Linked DNA regions of Mus musculus: all the other regions are linked to region 1. The links are chromatin contacts, called in public HiChIP or PLAC-seq and promoter capture Hi-C maps. All regions are on one chromosome and are shown on one strand. The core of a region is the stretch at or near the end of the contact, and the rest is flanking DNA. Distances in the headings are between cores, read along the strand shown.

Region 1 (4,255 bases), core at 595-3,094:
TGTCTATCCATGCATTCTCTCACCAGATGCACGAGACAAGAACTCTTTGGATAAAAGATGACCTTTTCCTAGAAGGTGCATCCAGAAGCAGTGTTTGGTGCTGAATCAAAAACTCAGAAATCCAATTTTAACAAATTTACCCTCAGCATATGTGCATGAGCTCACACTCAGATGTGCACATACATATACACACACCCCCACACATACATACAGAGCTGGCACAGATGCATCTGAACCCCCAGTACTGGTGAAGCAGAGACAGGAGGATGTCTGGGTTGGTGACTAGCTGGTCTAGCTCATCTTCCATCTCCAGGATCAGTGGGAAGCTCATTTGAGGCAGGGAACTAGAGAGGCCGCTCTGAGATGCAGAACATGTGCAGTTTCTACAGAGACCCAGAGTCAGTTCCCGGCACTCACATAGTCACCTCCTGGATGCGTGGCTTGTGCCGCCTTGGGTGACCCGAGTTCCAGAAGGTTCTATGTCCTTTTATAGCTTCTGCAACAGGCATGCACATGATGCACATACAGACATGAAAGCAAGGTACTCACACATACAGTAAAATGAACCCTTAAAAACAAATCAGGCAGCTAGGCAGTGGTGGCACACGCCTTTAATCCCAGCACTTGGAAGGCAGAGGCAGGCAGGCAGATTTCTGAGTTCGAGGCCAGCCTAGTCTACAGAGTGAGTTCCAGGACAGCCAGGTCTATACAGAGAAACCCTGTCTCAAAAACCAAAAAAACAAAAAAACAAAAACAAAAAAACAGGCCGTGCTGCACACAGACAGGCGCACGCGCGCACGCACACACACACACTGTAGAGATTGTCTCTGGAAAACATGGTCACCCCAGAAAGAATGGAAATTTTGATGGGTCTTCCTACTGATAGCCTTTCTACCTCCAGCCAAGTATTTTCTCTCCTTACTCGAATTATCTTATCGAAGAGCGATCATTGAAAAGCAGACTCCACCACCAAAGACACTTTTTTTTGTTGTTTTTTGGGTTTTTGTTTGTTTGTTTGTTTGTTTTCCCAGACAGTATAGCTTTGGCTGCCCTGGAACTCACTCTGTATAATAGGCTGGCCCTGAACTCACAGAGACCCGCCCACGTGTGCCATCATCGTCTGGCCCCAAACATACTTTAATTTCTTTAGTTTCTTAGAGGCAACACCCTGAAAATATCAGCCCTACCTTGATCACAGAGCTTCACCCAGCAAACCACGCCCAGGAAACGGTCCTTCCAATGGGAGGCTCTACCCAGGTGCTCATTAGACATGCAGACACTCTGGGTTCAGACCTACTGAACCAGAACCTGCAGGTTAGCTAAATTCACAACCCAACGTGATTAATACGCACATTAAACTCTGAGACAAACTCCTGGATTTTGTTCCACAGTAAAAAACAGTCCTTTACAACGTGATCACACATGCATGTACATAAAACTGAAACTAAGCTCTAGTGAAGAAGTGCTTACCTTTATTTTATTAGGGGAAGCAACGTGTTCGGGACTCTGAAGCTACATTTCAGAGCTCTCTCCTGGGTCTCAATGGAATTATGAAGCCCCTGGGAGTAATGCCTAGAAGGTGTGGGGGTGCCTGGAGGTGTATCAAGGAAAGTGGTTTACACCACTTTCGAGCTTGTTTTGCGAAAAGTGCGCTTAGTCACTTCTGAGTTTGAACTTGGAGCCCAGACTTGGCGGGGTGGGGGTTGCGTGGGAGCGCTGGGAGTGGGCAGCTAAAAGTTTGTAGAGTCCAGGCAAGGTCCAATCCAGCGGCCTTGATTGGCGGCCGGAGGAAGGCGAGGGCTGGAAGCTGGAGGAGAGGGCCGGAGCTGGAAGGCTCTCCGGCGGCGAGAGGTCCTGCCCAGCTGTTGGCGAGGAGTTTCCTGTTTCCCTCTCGGCGCCCGGGTAAAGTTGATGAGTGAGTCACTCGCGCGCACCGACCGACGACACCCCCCGCGCGCGCACACGCTCGCCTGGGGGACGGAGCCCCAGCCTCCTGCTCAGCTCTCCTCGGCCGCCGGGGGCCTCCTCCGGGCCTCCGAGCTCCGGGGATCGCCGGCCACATCTGGCCCGCATCCTGAGAGGGCGAGGAGTAAAGGCGCAGCCCGGGGTCCCCGAGGCTCGGTTCGTGGCGCACCAGGGGCCGGTCTATGACGAGCGACGGGGGCTGCCATGGGTCGGGGGCTGCTCCGGGGCCTGTGGCCGCTGCATATCGTCCTGTGGACGCGCATCGCCAGCACGATCCCGCCGCACGTTCCCAAGTCGGGTGAGTGAGTGGCCAGGGCGCGACCCTGGGGGTTCACTGGGGCTCCCCGCTCCTCCTCCAGCCCCCAGGGCAGCGATTGACAGTCGGCCGCGGGACCCGGTGCGAGAGCGGAAACGGGAAGTTTGTAGCGGCCCGAGTCGGTTCAGGCCCGCGGGGATCCGGGCAAGATCTCTCGCAAAAGAGCAGGACAGTCCACTTGCAGGGGACTTGGGGACGCTCCTGACCCCCTTTGTGCGCGCACGAAAGGCCAGGTCGGCCGCGAGGGGCCTGGAGCCCCGGAAAGGGAAGTTTAAGAAGTTGGAACTTGGAGGAGCATCGGCAGGGGACTGGACGCCCAGCTGCTGCACACCTGGGCCGCTTACTGCCCTAGACACCGCGACTGAGCCAGACTCTCAGTCCTCAGCTTTGCCATCTCGGGAGGGATTCTGGGCCGTGACTCACTGGATACAAGTTAGAGAAGAGAACTGATCTCTATCCTCGCTGATTCCTGGCCTGCCGGGATGAGGACCCAGTGAGGGTGGTCAGGTTGATGGCTGAGAAAAATCTAGTGCATGCCTACTAAGTGATGGACTATAGGGATGCTGCCTGGAATGAAAGATCTCAGCAGCTACTATTCAATGGAAACACCTAACCCAGGTTGTCCTCCAGGTCCCATCGCAGGGGTTAGTTAAGGGAGAAAAGCAGGCTCTAGGGCTCCTTCCTAAGGGTTTGCTTGGAAAGTTTAAAATCTGGCATTTTAACTCTAAAGTTAGAGTTAGGGCCACGATCTGGGCAAGTCACATGACTCTGGGCCTCAGTTTTCCCTACTGTACAATGCAGTGGTTCAGTTTGTGAAAGTTTACACTCTTTTCATCACTGGCTTTCCATGACCTTCCCTAGTAACTAAGAGGATGGCCAGGGTCGATTTGGGGTGAAATGCAGAGATTGCGGTGGCCGTGTGTGTGTGTGTGTGTGTGTGTGTGTGTGTGTGTGTGTGTGTGTTGGGGAGCGCGGAAGTAGGGTGCAAGAGAGCTCGTTGCAGACATCGGTAGTTGAGGTGATTTAAGAGTTTTGGATCGTGTTGCAAACAGCAGTGGACCATTTCAGAAGGGAAGAGCCACACAAAGGGAAACAGCAAAAATCCTAACAGGTTTTAGTCCTGTTGCTTCATAAAGTCCGCGTTCGTGTCGTTGGTTTCCATTGAAGTGCAGTTCCAGAAAGGTCAACTGTCTCTCATGTTAACCCAGGCCCTTAAAGCTGGCTTGGGAGATTTAGCTCAGTGGCTAAGAGTGTTTGCTGTGCAAGCTTGAGGACGTGAGTTCAAATCCCGAGGGCCCATATGCAAAGTTGGGTGTGGTTCTTTGCCAGCCCAGCACTAGTGAGAGAAGACTGGAAACCCTTTGGAAATTGCTCGATGCCAGGTTAGCTCTAGGTTCGGAGAGAGACTCAAAGAGAGTGATAGAGACTCATGGAGAGTGACAGAGGACCCCTGGTCTCCTCCTCTGCCCCTTCCTGTGCTCACAAACCCTACCCCAAGCACATATAGACACACACAAGAAAAAAAAATTAAAAGAAAAAAAAAACCCTGCTGGGTTTTGCTGAAGACCATCAGAAAGAATATCCTTCCCTTTGTGTACATAAAACGTTTGCTTTAGCTCGAGAAGAACCGAAGTCCAGAGGCCCCAGTTTGAGTTTTGTTTACAAGATTAAGATTTGTGATTTTCGAATTCCAGGCTTTGTAGCTTGTGAGTCATATTTATGCACAGTTTTAAACAATTAGCTGACTGACTTGGTGGATCTTTTTAATTTGGGCTTTAAATAGTTTTATAAGACGGAGAGGGCTTTTTTTTTTTTTTTTTAACATTTTATGGAATTGCCATTCCAGGATGTTTGGACAGTTCGTTTTGAGTTGTACCTATGTGGTCAAAGTTTTTAAAGATGGTTTTAAGTGGGAAGACAGCTCCTAGGGAAAGGGCGCGTGGAAGGACACTTGGAATTCCACTGGCCTTCTCA
Region 2 (4,255 bases), core at 1,233-3,732, 1.9 Mb before region 1:
CAAATTTTTAATCCAAATGCAGAACAGGAACCCGAAGAGATAAAAGGAAACTCAAGTTGTGCCAGAAACTGGTAAGTTAAATTCCTTATCTTGACACCAAACTTGGCAAGAAAGTCACCATCAACAGCACAGGTGAGGAAACGGAGGCTTAGAAAAGTGAATGCGTTTGTCTGTAATCACACCTGGGCACTCCCTGAAGTGAGTCTTGTTTACAATTTCCACTGGCTTTCTATCTCTGAAAAGCCAGGATATCCAAGAACCTACTTCATACGGGTCAGTTAAGAAACAGTGGAGAAAAAAAGAACAAATCTTACGGAGAACGAATAAATTACAAGATATTCCTTTTCTTTTGTCACTTTAAATAATTAGGGGCAGGAATGGCTTTTGCTTCTCTAAGAGGGATTCTGAAGTGCCCCTTTTTAATGACGCCAGCACTTAAACATATGTGCCTTAGTAGCTTAATGCTTTGCAGTTTATTAAGTGTCCAAAAACAATATCAGATATATAATATGAAAAATGGCAGCTTTCATTTTTATGATCCTGACTCACTGAATGCAGTAAGCCCAGAGATTAGTTTTTACGGCCAAGCAATCCAAGGGCAGCCTTCTTTCCACTCCTTATCTAAAATAATGTATTTCAATGCAACTAAACACCTACATAAATGCTGTTAATAATTATTTCCTGACAATAAAACAACTTCAATTCAGAATGTGGCATTAAAGTTATATTCATCCTATTCAGCTTTTTTTAAAAATCATATTATTTCCCTCAGTAAGCATGGCATGCTCTGGTACCATTACCGAAGCACTTCTGCTAGAGGCACTTATATGCTAGAAACTGTGCTCCCCCCCCCCCCCCTTTTTTTTTTCTTGAAGATGTCTCACTTTGTAGCACTGGCTAGACTGCAACTCAAGACTCCCCAGTGCTGGGATTATTAAAAAAGCATGTGCTACCACCCCCTGACTTGTTCTTAAGAATTCATTAAATCAATGTAAAAAAGCACTAAGATGGGTAAGCACTCTTCAATTTACAGATGAAGTAATTAAACATACAAATTAAGTTGTCAACTTCAGAGCCAGCCTAGCTCTTAGAAATTATAACTGGGTGCCTTGGAGGGTAAGCAAGCCCTGGACTTCAGAAAAGGGGGAAGGAGAAAGTCAGAGTAAGCAGCCTTCTCCTCAAGAGAGGAAGTGGAAAACTCGATGCTTACACATCTGGGCTATCCATCTAATCCACTGGCATTCCCACGACAGCAAGCTGCCTTTTAGACATCAATGAATCTCTCGCATTTACATGAAAACGTCCATTTACAAACCTAGAGCATTCAACACTCTGTAGCCATTCAGCGAATAATTCCAATTGTTTTCCATTTAAGACGATGGAGTGATCACTACAGACAGGGTAAGGAGAACATTTTTTGAGAACTAGAAATGAAACTGTTTTAAGATTTTGTTCAATCCAACTTAAAATTCAAACGGGGGTGGGGTGGCTCTTCTGTACTTAAGGATTAGAGGTCAATTTCAGTCTCAGTATGTCAATGTTTTTGATCATCACATGGTATTTCTGATTTCTAGTAGCTTCCATGGGTATTTTATCTCTCTTTCTGAGTATTCCGAGTTCCTTGCGAGGAGGACCACTGTTAGCCTGCCTTGCAACCCAGCCGGAAAACGGGACTGAAACATGCAAGTTAGACTGATGGTCACTCCCAGACGCCACCGGCACTACCCACGTCCCTCTTTCCCTCTCCGATATAAATGCCACCCCAGTGCAGGAAATAAAACTGAAAGCGTTCCCAGCGAGTCAAGAGCACGGACCGAACTTGAGCAATCCCCGAGCGGGAAGGCAAAAAAAAAAAAAAAAAAAAAAAAAAAAAGCCCGTGGAAGCGGGGCTGTGGGATGGCAGGGACCAGGGATGCTAGACTGGGCCGCTCTGAACAGCAGAAGGGCGCCGGGGACAGAAAGCGAAGTGCGTCTGGCCAGGCGACAGCCACCAGGCCCCTCCTGGCTGTCTCCACCGTCCGGGCGAGCGCGAGCGATCCACTCACCCTGAACCCTGGCTACGTAGGGCGGTCCCCAAGGCCACCGGGTTTCGCTTCCCCAGTGTTTGGAAGCCGGCTGAAAACAAACCGGGTCGCCAGGGGTCACCACGGGCTTCCGGTTTCCTCGAAGACGCCACCGCTTCCCCCGTCAAGGTGGCCGTCACAGGTGCACCGAGGGAGTCCCATGTCTTCCGCCGCGGCTCCCGCAGTCAGGGGCCCTGGAGGTCACAGAGGAACCGAGCAGGGGCGGCCCGGGGCCGCCGGAACAGGCCCGTTACCCAGCAGCACGCGCGTCAACTCCGGGGTCGCCGGCGCCCGCTGCCCCGCTCAGGGGCGGCGAGGCCTAGAGGGTTCTAGAAGGGTCTACGAACGCCCCGCCGCCCACAAAGGTGTCGCCGCTGCGCACAGGCTGGGTGCCAGCGCAGCGCGACGAAACCGGAAGCCGGACCTGAAGACTATATAGGGTGCCGCTAAGTGGCGCTCTAGCGGGGCGGGGCGTACTACAGGTCCCATGAGCCTCTGCGGTAGGGCAGAGGCGCACTACGAGTCCCGTGAGCCTCCGCGGCGGGGCGTACGTACTACCAGTCCCAGTGGTCCCCGCGGCGGGTGAGGTGTCGCGCCCAGCCGCGGGGAGGCGGAGTGGAGCTGAGACAGCGTCGCAGGCTGGCTGCTGTTGGGCTGAGGCGCGCGTTCAGGGCGCCCTCTAGCGCGTCCTTTCCACTCAGCGGCAACTGGGATTCCGTGAGGTGGGTCCGTGCTGCTCAGCTCAGAGGCGCCTGTCACCGTGGTGCTAACCCGAGAGCTGATGCGTGTCTGGGGCCCCTGGAATCCACGCAGGCCCCGTGTTTCGGGTCGCGTGGCGGTCTCCTTGGGTATCTTTTGAAGCAAGGTCGCTCACTGACTTCATGGGGGTTCCGGGATGCTCTTCTGTGTAGCAGGAGAAAAGGAGCCCATGGCCAACTCTTGACTTGTTCTGGCTCTTAGAGTTGTCTCCTCTCTCGGTTATTTCTAGGTGATAATCCTCCGGGTTTGTTTGTTTGTTTGTTTGTTTGTTTTTTGAGGCAGAGTCTTATGCATCCCAGAATGGCCACAAACACACTTGTTTCCACCACCGGGTGAAGAATTTTAGTCATCTATAATTCTCTCTGTCTGTAGTTTGTTAAATCTTCATATTTTTGTACGTTTGTTTTTTAATTTTAAATTTGCGGCAGGGCCTCAAGTAGCCCAGGCTACCCTCAAAGTCTTGAATTTTTTTTTCTCTGACCTCCTGCTTCTGACTCCAAGGTTTTGGGTTTATACATTACCAAGCAATGCGGTGCTGGAGGTTGAACCCGAAGCCTTGTGCATGCTAGAACATTGAACTGTATGGTGAGGCATAGACAAATTAATTGCAATCTTAGGGGGTCACAGACAGAAAAAGGAGCACAAGTTCTAGATTATTTCTGGTTAAGTAATGTGAGAGTCATAGTTATAGTTAATATTTATTTATTGACAACTAAGAACGCTCATGTTTCTTGGCACTATATTATTTTGTCAACTGAAAACTTAAATTCTGTCAGTGTTCTGTGGAAGGTTTTTGAGTATATAGTTTTTGCCTATGGGTAGATAATTTTTTCACTGGAGTATATTTGGTTTTGAACAATCAAAAAATATGGACCTTGATATAAGTTACGACTATGGCTCAGCTCTCTTAGGGGCAAATATTTATTTTTAGGGTTAGTACAGGTATTATTTTGATAATACCTTGTTTGAGCAATGAAAACCTTTTTGTTTTTCATTGTTTTTAATGTGTGTTATGCTTTGCTGGCATGTGTGTGTGTGTGTGTGTGTGTGTGTGCATGTGCATGTGCATGCAGTGCCCATGACAGCCAGAAGAGTTGTATTCCCTGGATCAAGAGTTGACAGAAGTTTTGAGCCTCCATGTAGGTGGTGAGAATTGAACCTAGGTCCTTTAGAAGAGCAGGCAGTGCCCTTAACCACTGAGCCTCTCTCTAGCCCAACTTTATTTTTTTAAAGTGTGGTATCTGAAGAATACTGTAGTGAAACAATAACAACATATTTTTAGAGGAATAAAGTTTTAAGTGAGTTTGTAGATTTAAATTGTATACTGAAATTTCACCATACCACTCTATAAATCATTTTTCTGTAGTTTATTCTATGTTGTAAGTACTGTATCCTTAACATAATTAAAGTGTCAGAATTGCTGAGTTGTAATA
Region 3 (4,255 bases), core at 717-3,216, 1.5 Mb after region 1:
CACAATCTACCTACATTAATAACCTGTCTACAGTAGTAATTACAAACAGTCCCGGAACTGGTTTTTGTTTTGTTGCTTTGGGGCCCTGTTTTATTTCTGCCCCATCAATACCGCGTATTTGGGCAGTAATCCTTTCTGTTTTTAAGGAAGAAGACAGGCTTACTGGGCACAGGGCAATGGGAGCAGCAGGCAGAGCCACAACTCAACTGGGGGGGGAGGGGGTAATTCACTTGCTAAAGACATCCCAGGAATGCTTTCTCATTCACTCCGGTCCCTCACAGGATTCTCTGCGGCCTGGCTTTACAGTGAGCCATTTGGCTCTCCCACAGTTCCAGGAGGTAGGGACTGTTTCTCCATAACTCTCCTTTGAGAGATGAATGGACCGAGGTTTGTGGACAGTAGCAGACTTGCGTCAGATCCGCGTGGTTTGTACATGTTTGTACTCAGTCCTGGCTATCTGCACGTGGTGCTTTCAATCACAGGAAAAGACACAATGCTAAGCTTTCAACGAGCTTGACCACAGCTTCCCAAAGCACAGGCATGTGTTGTGTTGTGTTTTGTGTGTGTGTGTGTGTGTGTGTGCATGTAACTGGTGGTGGTGGGGTCATAGAGAATGAGTCATTTCTTCCTACCGACTCATTCATTGTCACCCGTGGAGAATCTCAGGTAACTAAAACTCTTCAAGCACAGTTTCTCAGCCTTTTGGCTAAAATCAAAGAGTCTGAAGTCTCGAAACACCCACTTCCAAGTTGTAAAATATTACTGTCACCCTATTATACACTCCAATATCCTGCATGTAAAAAGAAAAGGTGGGGGTTGGAATTCCTCCCAGAGCTGGAAAGACCTGCAAAACTGTTAAGTGGGATTGTTTATTGTCCCTGGGTCCTTTATCCTCACTTTGCAGCCAGTAGATTTAAAAAAAAAAAAAAAAAAAAACCTAAGAGAAAGGGGAGACATGTCTCCCTTATTCCAGCCATTCCGCTGAGGGCACTAAATGAGAACGCTGTTCTACTGCCCTTTACAAATTTCAGAGTTATTAGGTGACAGTTAAAAAGGCAACTGCAACCCGAGCACCCAGCACTGGGAGAACGGGAGAACGCTGATTCAAATAACACTCCTCACGACCCAGTCTCTGGCTCCTGTCAATTACACAAAAGAGTCTGCTATTAAATATTGATGGCATGCATTTGCGCTGGGGCTCTCACCAAGAGCCCTCATGCTACCAATCTCTGTCAAAAACTGTCCCCGTCTTTCTAGGTAGAATCCCAGACCACTGGGAGTGCCTCGGGTGTTATGTTCATTCTGTCTCTCCCAGAGGAGATGACAGAGCCACCCCACATCCCAGGGAGGAGAAAAGACCGGAGGGTCCAGGCCGGAAGGACCAGGGACCCCTTGTCCCCCCAGCTGTCAGCAGCAAGCCGGGAGGCGGGGCGCAGCCGGGCCCGAGTGTCCGCACAAAGGCAGTGGGCGAACGGATGTGACCGTGCACCCGGGCCACATCGGATATCACTTACCCAGCAGCAGCACGTTCTTCCCGGTCGGGAGCTTGGAGCGCGAGCGCGTGGAGACCTCGCTGAGGATGCAGGACCTAACAGGGAGCAAGGCGCAGGCTAAGTAAGGCCGGGCCCGACCGAGGACGAGAACCGCCGGGCCCAGCTCCCGGGAGGCCCCGCCCGTCTCCCAGCTCCCGCGGGGCTCGGGGATCCCAGAGGCGTCCGCCCTGGCGAGGAGATAACCCGCGGGGGACCGGAGAGGGGTGCGGTCCTTACCAAAGGTTCTGCCCGTCCTCATCGTCGCCCGCCGCGGGGCCGCCGCTGCCCGACGCTAGCTCGTTGGCTAGGGGTCCGCTGGCGTAGGTCGAGGCTAGCCCGGGTGGAGATGAACCGAACGAGCCGACTCGCCCCACGGCCGCCATCTTGGTCGGGAATCACACCACTCCTGACAGGGCTGGAAGAACGAAGCGGCGACTGCGGCGGCGGCGGCAGCAGCGGCGGACGGAACCCGGATATGGACGCTCCGGGCTCGGGAGCCGACCGCGCCTGCGGGGGCGGGGACCAAGCCTGAGGGCGGGGTCTGGGGAGGGGTTGTCCAAGGAGCAGGGCGCTGCTGCACATGCGCGGCAGCAGACCGGGTCGCGCATGCGCGGCCTGATTCTCTGCTTGGACTGTGGTAATGCTGGTTTTCCCTGTGTCTCCAAGCTGAAACGCCGCCCAAAGTGCACCACCCGTCATCCCGGTTGCCCGCCGGGCGTGCCGGGCATGTCAGTAAGCGAAGCAGCTTCCCACCTTTCAGTGGGGCGGTAACCTGGGACCGGCGTGGATATCCAGCGCTGCCCACCCTTCAGTTGGGCCAAGTGGGGTTCAACAGCCTTAACTACCCCGGTCCTGGATTTCTGCTCTTTCCTCCTTAAATTCTAAAAGGACGATGAGTACCTCAAGGTGGACCCACATCTGGAGCCGGTTCTTCCAGACTCTTTGCGACTGCGAGACATAAATGTTGGCAACACTTGGAAAATTAATGGTCTTGATGGATTTGTGTTTTGGTTTGTTTTCTGATGGGAATCTCACGTAGCCCAGGCTAGAGTCTTTACCGATCTGCTTGCCTGTGGGTCCTAAGTGCTGAGGCAGGTGAACCGGTGCACATCACTATGCCCACCTCTGGTCTGATGTCTGATGTTTCAGATTCCTGTGAGATCTGAAAAGACTCCCTACAGGAGTCGGCTCTCCGTTACCATGGTTAATACACAAGCACGGAGAACCTAAGCCAGACCCCAGATAATTCTCTACTAGAACTTGATTAGCTAAATATAATGGAAAATCTAAGGCCTGTTTCCAGAAAGAGTCGATGGCTTTAAGGCTGTCGTGCGCCCCATAAGAACAATTGCTGAAGATAGTCTGACTTTTGAACATTTTTTCCCCTTACTTTGAAGAGAGCTCGTTCACGTGACCCGAGTGATGATGCTACTATGCAAGCGAGAAAATCCACAACCCCGCGCTGCATTTGCTACAGGCACTGCATTTACTAGGGTTTGTCCACTCGCTAATCTCGAGTTCAGACCCTAGTAATGTGGGATAAAGGGAAGATTAAATGGGATGATTCACATAAAAGATTTATAACTGTGCCCAGAAAATCATAAGTGTTCAGCGCGTGGTAATTACTGTTTTTATTTTTAAATCTTCTGTCAAAGATATATTTATTACTTTATGTATACAGGTATTTTGCCTGGATGTATGTCTGTGCACCACATGAATGTCTATGCCCTGGTGCCAGTAGAGGCCCGAAGGGAGCATCAATTCCCTGGAACGTGGATTGGGTTGAGAGCTAGCATGTGGGTGCTGGGAATTGAATCTAAGTCCTCTGGAAAGGAGCAAGTGCTCTTCTATTTGTTTGTTTGTTTGTTTGTTTATATGAGTACACTGTCACTGTCTTCAGACACACCAGAAGAGAACATCATATCCCATTACAGATGGTTGTGAGCCACCATGTAGTTGCAGGGAATTGAACTCAGGACCTCTGGAAGAGCAGTTGGTTCTCTTAACTGCTGAGCCATCTCTCCAGCCCAAGCAAGTGCTCTTAATTGCTGAGCTATATCTGCAGTCCTGTTAATCTGTGTGTGTCTGTGTGTTGATGCATGTGTCTTTGTGTTTATGCATGTGTATGTGTATATTTATGCATGTGTGTGTCTGTATATCTGTGTGTGTGTCTGTGTGTTTATGTGTGTGTGTGTGTGTGTGTTCATTCTCAAGAAAACAATGTTGGGTGTCAGTCCCCACCTTCCCCCTTGTTTGAGGTGGGGTCTCTTGGAGTTGGTCCATTTGTGGTTTGTCACTTCGTGGACCACACAAGTTGACCCTGGAGCATCCACCTCTCAGTTGATGTAGAAACACTGCTTGTCTGGCTTTACCTTGGATTCTAGGCCTCTTCCCTCAGGCCCTCAAACTGCAAGCCCTTTACCTACAGAGCCACCTCTCCGGCCCACTTTACTGATATGTGAGACTCAAGGAGCTAAGGGTGGCCCTGACTCTGTGAATGCTGATGCTCTTGAGTGACTGACCTCTCCAGGGGTCACTACAGGGGGAAACCACCTTACCTACTTACTTATGAATGTTTGTCTTAACCTTTCCAGCCATATCTGGCCAACCCTTGCTAAAGGTGGTCATAATGACTTCCTGCAGCTAAGATTAATGTCATTGTGATTAGGAAAGGACCCAGAGATTTCCCATGTACCCTAGCTTTTCCGTGATGGCCTCCCACA

The links. Promoter capture Hi-C pulls out the DNA fragments that hold promoters and counts their contacts. HiChIP or PLAC-seq counts read pairs in DNA pulled down with a chosen protein or histone mark.
Region 2: a FOXA1 HiChIP or PLAC-seq map of pancreatic cancer cells shows a contact between it and region 1. The contact joins the promoter of Azi2 here to the promoter of Tgfbr2 in region 1. A contact is called at or near these places in 4 of 39 promoter capture datasets (the 3T3-L1 cell line, hippocampal neurons and liver) and 4 of 115 datasets of contacts at active chromatin or transcription factors (astrocytes, bone marrow-derived dendritic cells, large pre-B cells and 1 more).
Region 3: a contact with region 1 is called in a promoter capture Hi-C map of pre-B cells, with 2.7 times the contacts expected there. The contact joins the promoter of Dync1li1 here to the promoter of Tgfbr2 in region 1.

The regions. Positions count from the first base shown.
Region 1 is chr9:116,172,952-116,177,206 of GRCm38.p6, reverse strand. Tgfbr2 (transforming growth factor, beta receptor II) reads left to right here and starts at 1,844. Exons shown (of 8, transcript NM_009371.3): 1 at 1,844-2,263. The coding sequence starts at 2,170. Gm40582 (a long non-coding RNA gene) reads right to left here and starts at 1,563. Exons shown (of 3, transcript XR_871320.3): 1 at 1,471-1,563; 2 at 1,188-1,296; 3 at 1-496.
Region 2 is chr9:118,038,749-118,043,003 of GRCm38.p6, reverse strand. It overlaps Azi2 (5-azacytidine induced gene 2), which reads right to left and starts at 2,482. Exons shown (of 8, transcript NM_013727.4): 1 at 2,046-2,482. It overlaps Zcwpw2 (zinc finger, CW type with PWWP domain 2), which reads left to right and starts at 2,145. Exons shown (of 9, transcript NM_001378466.1): 1 at 2,145-2,785.
Region 3 is chr9:114,686,542-114,690,796 of GRCm38.p6, reverse strand. It overlaps Dync1li1 (dynein cytoplasmic 1 light intermediate chain 1), which reads right to left and starts at 1,966. Exons shown (of 13, transcript NM_146229.2): 1 at 1,770-1,966; 2 at 1,515-1,588. The coding sequence starts at 1,915.